Regions from separate parts of the Mus musculus genome. Here region 2 is linked to region 1. Evidence: chromatin contacts called from public HiChIP or PLAC-seq data. All regions are on one chromosome and are shown on one strand. The core of a region is the stretch at or near the end of the contact, and the rest is flanking DNA. Distances in the headings are between cores, read along the strand shown.

Evidence for each region. HiChIP or PLAC-seq counts read pairs in DNA pulled down with a chosen protein or histone mark.
Region 2: a FOXA1 HiChIP or PLAC-seq map of pancreatic cancer cells shows a contact between it and region 1. The contact joins two enhancer-like sites. A contact is called at or near these places in 3 of 484 Hi-C or Micro-C datasets (cortical neurons and nephron progenitors) and 1 of 115 datasets of contacts at active chromatin or transcription factors (pancreatic cancer cells).

Annotation. Positions count from the first base shown.
Region 1 is chr15:61,504,902-61,508,552 of GRCm38.p6, reverse strand. No RefSeq gene overlaps it. Among named protein-coding and RNA genes, the nearest start is that of Gm24696, 150 kb to the right of the region's middle. Within about 2 kb of position 1,877, at least 17 of the 459 cell types and tissues checked have an H3K27ac peak or open chromatin away from gene starts, as enhancers often do. A contact at or near this core is called in pancreatic cancer cells, where this site is marked.
Region 2 is chr15:61,715,706-61,719,423 of GRCm38.p6, reverse strand. The region is part of intron 2 of D030024E09Rik (RIKEN cDNA D030024E09 gene); the gene reads left to right. Among named protein-coding and RNA genes, the nearest start is that of D030024E09Rik, 57 kb to the left of the region's middle. Within about 2 kb of position 2,108, at least 7 of the 459 cell types and tissues checked have an H3K27ac peak or open chromatin away from gene starts, as enhancers often do. A contact at or near this core is called in pancreatic cancer cells, where this site is marked.

The DNA.
Region 1 (3,651 bases), core at 628-3,127:
TAGACACTGGCTTCCTTCCCTTATTACATGTTCCTTCTGGGAGAAGGGATCAGACACAGTTGAATGCAAAAGATCTTGACTCTCCTATACCATTGTAAGTGCAGAATCAACAATGTGAACGCCTGGGAAGCTAAGACACTTTCAGATTGATGACGGCCATCTTTGTACCCTCTGCTCCCTTAATTCTATTTATTTACCAAGTATATTCAGACTTCAATTTTCCGAGCTGGTTGTTAGAGTCTAGAAGGCATGATTGAGTGAGACATGATCACTTTCCTCAGAGGTCTCCTTGTATTGTGAGACACAGCTGTGTAAATACAATCACAACAGCCAACAGTCACAGAACACTCACTATGTGCCAAGCATTGCCCTGTGTGCTCTGCATACACTAATTTATTTACTCCGTTCAACAGCTATGTAATTTGGTTGAATGTACCAAAATATGTTTCACAAAATGCTCTTGAACCCCCAAATGACCAAGGAGCTAAATCCGATGCAATCATAATAGGATCTCTTTATTCAGGCTTGAGCTTGGGCTCCCCACTAACCATGATACAGCAGGAAGGTGGAGTCCTGAGCCTAGTTTTAGGCAAACATTTATAGAGGCAAGAAGGGAGTACGTAGCTTGGTACACATCTGACTGGGGGACCATTATGGGCTTTAACATAACTGGCTGATGCTGGGAGCCAAACCATAAACCTGATTTTTTTCCTGATTGGTGATTGATAGGAAGTGAAGTATCAGGGTGGGCTTGTAATCTGGGGGTGCACATTTATTTGGGGGGAATAGGCTGGAAACTGGTAGACACAGGTCTTGTTGGGCAGTAGCCTGGAAACTGGTGCTACTGAATTCAAACTTAGGGTAGGTTCTCTAAGATGGAGTCTGAACCCAAGAGCTTTGGCTTCTTATTATCAACTACAGTTTTGAGCCAGCAATGGGCTCAGAGAGTTCTCCCCATGGTCACATAGTTAGGCAGTGGGGTCTAGCTCTACCATATTTTTCTCTTTACCATTATTTTTCGTTACCATGCTACATACAGACAGCATACACTCCACATAAAGATCCCAATGTCAAGGCCTGTGGACAGAATGTTTGACAAAGCTAAAGGGACAGGAGGCATTAGATGCATCTTTCAATATTAGAATGTTTAAATTATTTTAGCTTCCTCAAACATGATCTTCATTGATACATCATTTTAATCCAAGGGCTTCACTGGTCTCTAAAAAGGTTGAGGAAATAGAAGCCATCCCAAGCTGCTGATTACAGATATTTCTCTTGAATTTCCCCAAATCCCATTTAAAAATTTGAGCAGCTAAGTAACAGCTCTCTTGCTCCAAAATCCATTGTGACAAAATCTTCCTGTGAGTAAGGAAACGTCAGTACCGCTGGGTTTGCTGCTTGCTGACCCTTAGCCATGCAATGACTCTGAACTTTCTAGATCATCACAGTGCTAGATGAGGAAAGGTCTCATTCAGGACAAGTGATGAAGTTTACTGAGGATAGCTTATGGCTACCAGTAACCTATCTCTTGACAAATAGCTGGGACTCTATTGGTCATTGTGTTTTCTATTTACCCGACTATCAAACAGCAAGTTAGACACTGGATCCAGACCTGTCCACATGACCTCAGCTCCCCTGTGCTGCTGTGACTAGCTACTCCCTAGTCTGGATTCCCGACTGTGTCTGTATTCTGTGGAGCTTTTTCCTACCTGGAAGCTATGCCCTTTTGTTGGAGATAAGTGCATCCAATTCTGCCACTCCTTTAACTATCAGGAATTCATGATGGCACCTACATCAAAGGCCTAGGGAGTGTGCTCAGGAGACTGTTTGCCTACATGCTGTTTCAGACTGTACCTGGGAGGGTAATCTTTTCATCCTGTCGTGCCTTCCTCAGAAGCCTATCAAACAACTCCTGGCCTTTTCCACCTCCCTTTTATCACCCTCTGGAACAAAGTTGGGACTTGTGCAATGACGGGGTGCTTTTCTGTGGGAACAATAATCTCATTTCAATATGTGTGGGTGGGTAGATTATACATTATGGGCTTGGAGCTCAGTTGTAGGACTAGGGAGGGACTCGGTTAAATAGTTGTATGATTAACAAGCTGCTGGATTTTTATGGTTGCGGGAAGAAAAAAAAAGGCTACTGTGGGAATAATCGGTTCAGATGGAGAATGATTCACCCCAAGGTATTCTGTAGGTTGTAAGGTAGGAGTAGAGACAGGCAAGGCAGTGACCCCCCACATACTTGAAAACAAGTGGAGGTTATTTCTTCAGAGGTCTTTCTTTTTTTTTCCCCATTTTTTAATTAGGTATTTAGCTCATTTACATTTCCAATGCTATACCAAAAGTCCCCCATACCTCCCCCCCCACTCCCCTACCCACCCACTCCCCCTTTTTGGTCCTGGCATTCCCCTGTACTGGGGCATATAAAGTTTGCAAGTCCAATGGGCCTCTCTTTGCAGTGATGGCCGACTAGGCCATCTTTTGATACATATGCAGCTAGAGACAAGAGCTCCGGGGTACTGCTTAGTTCATATTGTTGTTCCACCTATAGGGTTGCAGTTCCCTTTAGTTCCTTGGGTACTTTCTCTAGTTCCTCCATTGGGGGCCCTGTGGTCCATTCAGAGGTCTTTCAATGTGGTCTCTCCATTCCTCTCCTCTTTTCTTCTTCCTCTCCTTCCTTCTCATCTTTTTAAAGCTTTTCTACCTCCTTGGGGGGGGGGAATCTGAATGACAGAGGAAAAATGCCAGTAATAGGTGATGCTTTCCTGTATCAGAGCATGCTACTAGTAGCAAGCTATTAGTTACACAGACGGGCTACAGTAAGGAATTGGAAGTCTGCTGCCAAAATAGCGTATTTTTTTTCATTAATCAGATCACTCGTCTTGATTTCACTCACTGTTTTTGAAAGTGTAAATTGGACTCAATAACTTTCCATGTTTTCTCTGAGTTTGTCGACTCACTGACAGTTTGTTGACTCACTGACAGTTTGTTGGGACCTAACACACTAATGTAGGGCTACAGGTCTGTTAACAAACTCTTGGTCCCTGCCTGTGTTTTGAACCAATGGAGAAAAGGTCACTCAATTTAGGCAGATAGAGACAAGACTGTCACCATGTCAGTAGGGAAACCCTGCTAAGGGTCAAGATTCCAGAGAACAGCAGTAATGGCTTTCCTAAGGCCCCAAAACTTCAAATTATGAGCAATTTGTTGAACCATTCTCCAAGGCAGTTCAGACAAGTGTGTTTCCCACCTGCTAGTGGTGGTGGGGTCTCCTTCTCTGGGAGGCTTCCAGCACGGAATCACAATTCATGCTATGTCTTTTGCTTTCAGGGCTACTCGAAAGACTCCCAAATGAACAGCTTGTGTGAATAAGCTCAGATACCACTTCCAAATGCATTAAACGCGAAGTCACCTCCTTCCAAATAAGAGGCTGTGCCATAGCACAGAAACAAGGAATACTGAGAATAACAGCAATACAGCCAAAAGCCATCTTTCTAACAGCTGTTGCCCATGCACACATCTCAGGCTACTTGGTTGTTAGAACAGGGCCATAAGGACTAATCAGGCCAATGGTCTTCAGCAAAAGCCACATGAGTGATGAATAAAAATTTCTTCTGTCCACCTCTATCTGCCATGGTGACCCTGAAG
Region 2 (3,718 bases), core at 859-3,358, 210 kb before region 1:
CTTAGAAAAGTTATGATCAAAAATAGTTGCTATTTATTTGTGTGCATCCTTGTCTCTCCTTGCCCACTGGGCATCATGATGGGCAATGAAATGGTGATCCCTCTGGTGCTTTCATTGTCCCATCACAGTATACAGAAGAACTCATTACATACTTTTAGAATGAAAGGTGGCAAGTTACTTCTAGGTGGGGTTTGCGGATTAATGTGCCATGGGTTAAATCTGCCCGGATAATGCTACCATCCCTCTATCAGTAAAATGTACATTTTAATATCATGGCCACCCACATTTCTTACCATTGCCATCATTGCTAACTGTCATTAACTAAGGCAGACAGCATGCATGCTCACTCAAAGTCAATAATGCTGGTTTGAGAAGAGAAAGTCTGCTGCAGGGATCTTTCCATAAAGATTCAGGGCTTAAGACTGGGCTATTGAACCTTTGAACTAACACATACGTTTATAAATACTAACATTATCCTCTGGATGCTGATAAGAAGCTAGAGACATTGTGATTTCACTCAGTAACTTCTGCCTTTTTGCTTCTATGTTCTTTATCATTCTGGAAACAGATGATCATTTGGCACTAAGTCTGAATTTAATGCTATGTGCACTGACTGAACATCAAGGTTGTCCTCTTATTTCATTGGATGCTAGCATGTTTTCTTTCTGTTGACTTATCACTAAGCAGCACTGGGTCAGCTTCCTTGAAAGTACACAGTGCAGATTTCTTTCAGGCTTTTATTGGTTCACTAGTGATACAATGAGTTAGGTGGGGAGTGACTTATGATCTCACACATACAATGTAAATATTCTACCACTGAACAATATTCTACTAAGTTCCCAGTTTTCCCTTATTTAATCATGACTTATGTTTAGATAAAGTGTTTTCTTTTTTCTAAGAAAATGAAAATACTCCAATAGTTACTTATATGATGTTCAGGGTCCACAGGTCACAGAATAATAGCCTTAGAACACTTGGGTTACCATTCTTTGATTCTTTTCTACTTTTCTTGTAATTTAGATTTCCAGCTGAGATTTAGCAAGCCCAAAATCATTTTTTAAATGTGTACACCCTGTCAGTCACTGTAGTGGATGCCTGTGGTGGAGGAAACTGAAGAGTTAGGTATGCTTCCTGTCCATTAAACTTCCAAGACCAGTTGGGGTAACAAAAACAGATTACTTCAACAGAATGTGATGTGTGTTCAGCAATCATATCCCCAAAGTGTTAGAGCTGCAAAGGGAGGGATGCAGCCTCCTGACTCTGCAGGAAATTGTCACAGAATAGCATTAGCAATTGAACATGAAGATGGATAGATGGGAAAGTGTCAAGTGGAACAATGGGTGAGACATACCAAAAGACAGAAACTGGAATCACGAACAGGCTCTGACAAGTCCTGAAGGATGTATCGAAAGTTTCCTGTTATAAGGATGGCTGTATGAGAATGTTTCCTTCAGTGCTTAGGAACCAGGCACAGATACATCATGTCAGGGGTGTAGACATAATCCATTAGGGCTAAAGCAAACTGGACTTTTATTTGTTTTTCAACTTTCCTCCGTGGCCTTGTCACCTGAAACGAGATTCCCTTGCCAAAGGTACTGTGACAGCTGTCCTTCCTTCACCTTTTGGAAATGTTTGGCTCATATGAAGCAGAGCAAATGTGTATTCCACCATGTGCCCTAGCTCATGAAAGAGCCTGCTGCTGGAGTAGGTAGACTACTGTGTCCATATGTGTTTCCTATTCCCCAGTGTCTTCTGTCCTTAAGGAGGTGGCTGGCTCTTCCAGCTGTCCAAGAGTCATGATGACAAATGGCATAGGCTGTGGTGATCAGGGAACATGACCCCAGAGTGAAGCCAGAATTCTCTAGGGCTGTCCATAAAGAACCTCTGTCCTCTTGCTGAGCTCTCCTGTGTCTAATTCATTTATTAAGCTTGATGGAGCCAACAGTGTTCGAGAGGCTACTTCCTCTACCTGGTGTGTTGCTGGGTTGTAACTTCAAAGCTGCTTTTCACCTGAGAGCTAGATGGTGCAATCACAGGGAGAGTGTTCAACTTGTGGCTTCCTTGTTTCCCACAGCCCTGGAGGAGGGCTCATGGAGCCTGTGGAAATTTCAGGGAGGAAAGGAGTTTCCTGGCTGCTGTTTGCTTTGGAGCATACCAGGAGATCTTTGTGGCTATTTCTGTGTGTTTATTGAGGGATACTTTTATTTTCAATGACAAGATGGGAGAGTAAAGAGCCCTGGACTGAAAATGATGAAAGGGAAGTGAGAGAGAATGAAACGGGAAAGAAAACTAGTCTTTATTTCAGACTCCTTGTCCTTCCCAGGCCGTGTTCCAGGTCATGGAGCCCCATGGTGGGTCTTGAGAAACTGGCTTATTCCTAATGGCCCTGAATTAACAAGATTTTGTTGAATATTAATGACCATCAGGTAATGAGAAAGATTTCTAGGTTGTCAAGTGGGTTTTTTTTTTTTTTGGAATTTTTTTCAGTGTTTAATTTTCTTTAAAAAGAGTTAAAAATTGTCATGGCTTCCTGTCCTCCTGCCAATAAATAGAGGCCAACTCGTCCTTTTGGGATATTTTTTTCCCCTTTGAGTTGATGGAAAGATAAAGCTTCATCCTTTTTTGAACTTAGACATAATGTTTCTTTTGTTATCTCAGTATTTATGTGTCTTATACATAGGATGAAGCCCCTGCAGGTATCCGGCATGTCTTTATTTTTCTTTCTGCTTGGTGTGACATGGAGTGTAAAGAACACAGTCTGTTTTATCAATCCTAACTGAATTTTCACTTGCAGTCTTTATTATTAAAAAAAAAACCCAAACCCTTTCCTTAACTGATCTCACTTGAATGAATAAAGAGCATATAGCTCTGAGAAAATTTATAAACTGTGAGCATGTATTCTACGATTACCAACTACATAATGCCTTGGTTGAAACTCAGTTCTTAGGGGTTTATATTGGTCCTTAATGCAGCTCAGTGACATATGATTGTTGACAGCGTTTTTTGTAGGAATGTGTGGGCGGTTTATTCTAAGAGAACCACAGGATGATAATCATCCAGGTACATCTACCTAAAGTCAGGGATGTAGGATGGAGATCAGTGGTTGCTTACATTAGCCACCAGTCAATGACTGCTAGTTTTCCCACAGCCAAGCCAGCCATATAATATGACTTCCTCCCAGGAAAATGGGGATGGCCACAGAGAAGATATGTAGCATGCCATTCCTGGGCTATTAATACCTTTTGGTGTGAGTCCCCCACCTTTTCTCACTGGTTTACAGAAACAGAACACAGCATGAGGCTGCATGGAAAACAGAAACTATGGAGCAACAGCATCAAACTCCTTTAGGAAAGTACCCAAGAATGTTTTCAGCCTTGTGGATGATGCAGTCTTAGTCAGTTGTAGTTAGACAACACCAAGTTGATATGGCAACAACCTAATGCTTACTACATTCAGGAAAGACCACCCCCCATACCAACATTTAAGCTCAAGGTCTTAGTCTACACTTTCCCAAAGTCCTCACTGCTGGAACATATCCTTCTCTTGATTCACCTGGGTTTGACTTCTGAGCAGCTTTAATTCTGGCTGGTTTCATGCAAGGGACATCAGAAGGACAAATGTCTGTCCTTTAGAACAAGTGTCTAGTCTTTGGGTAAGAGATCCCCCAGCAGTTCTCTAAGGGAAACAGAATTCTTAAAGTATCTGGTCTCATTCTTGT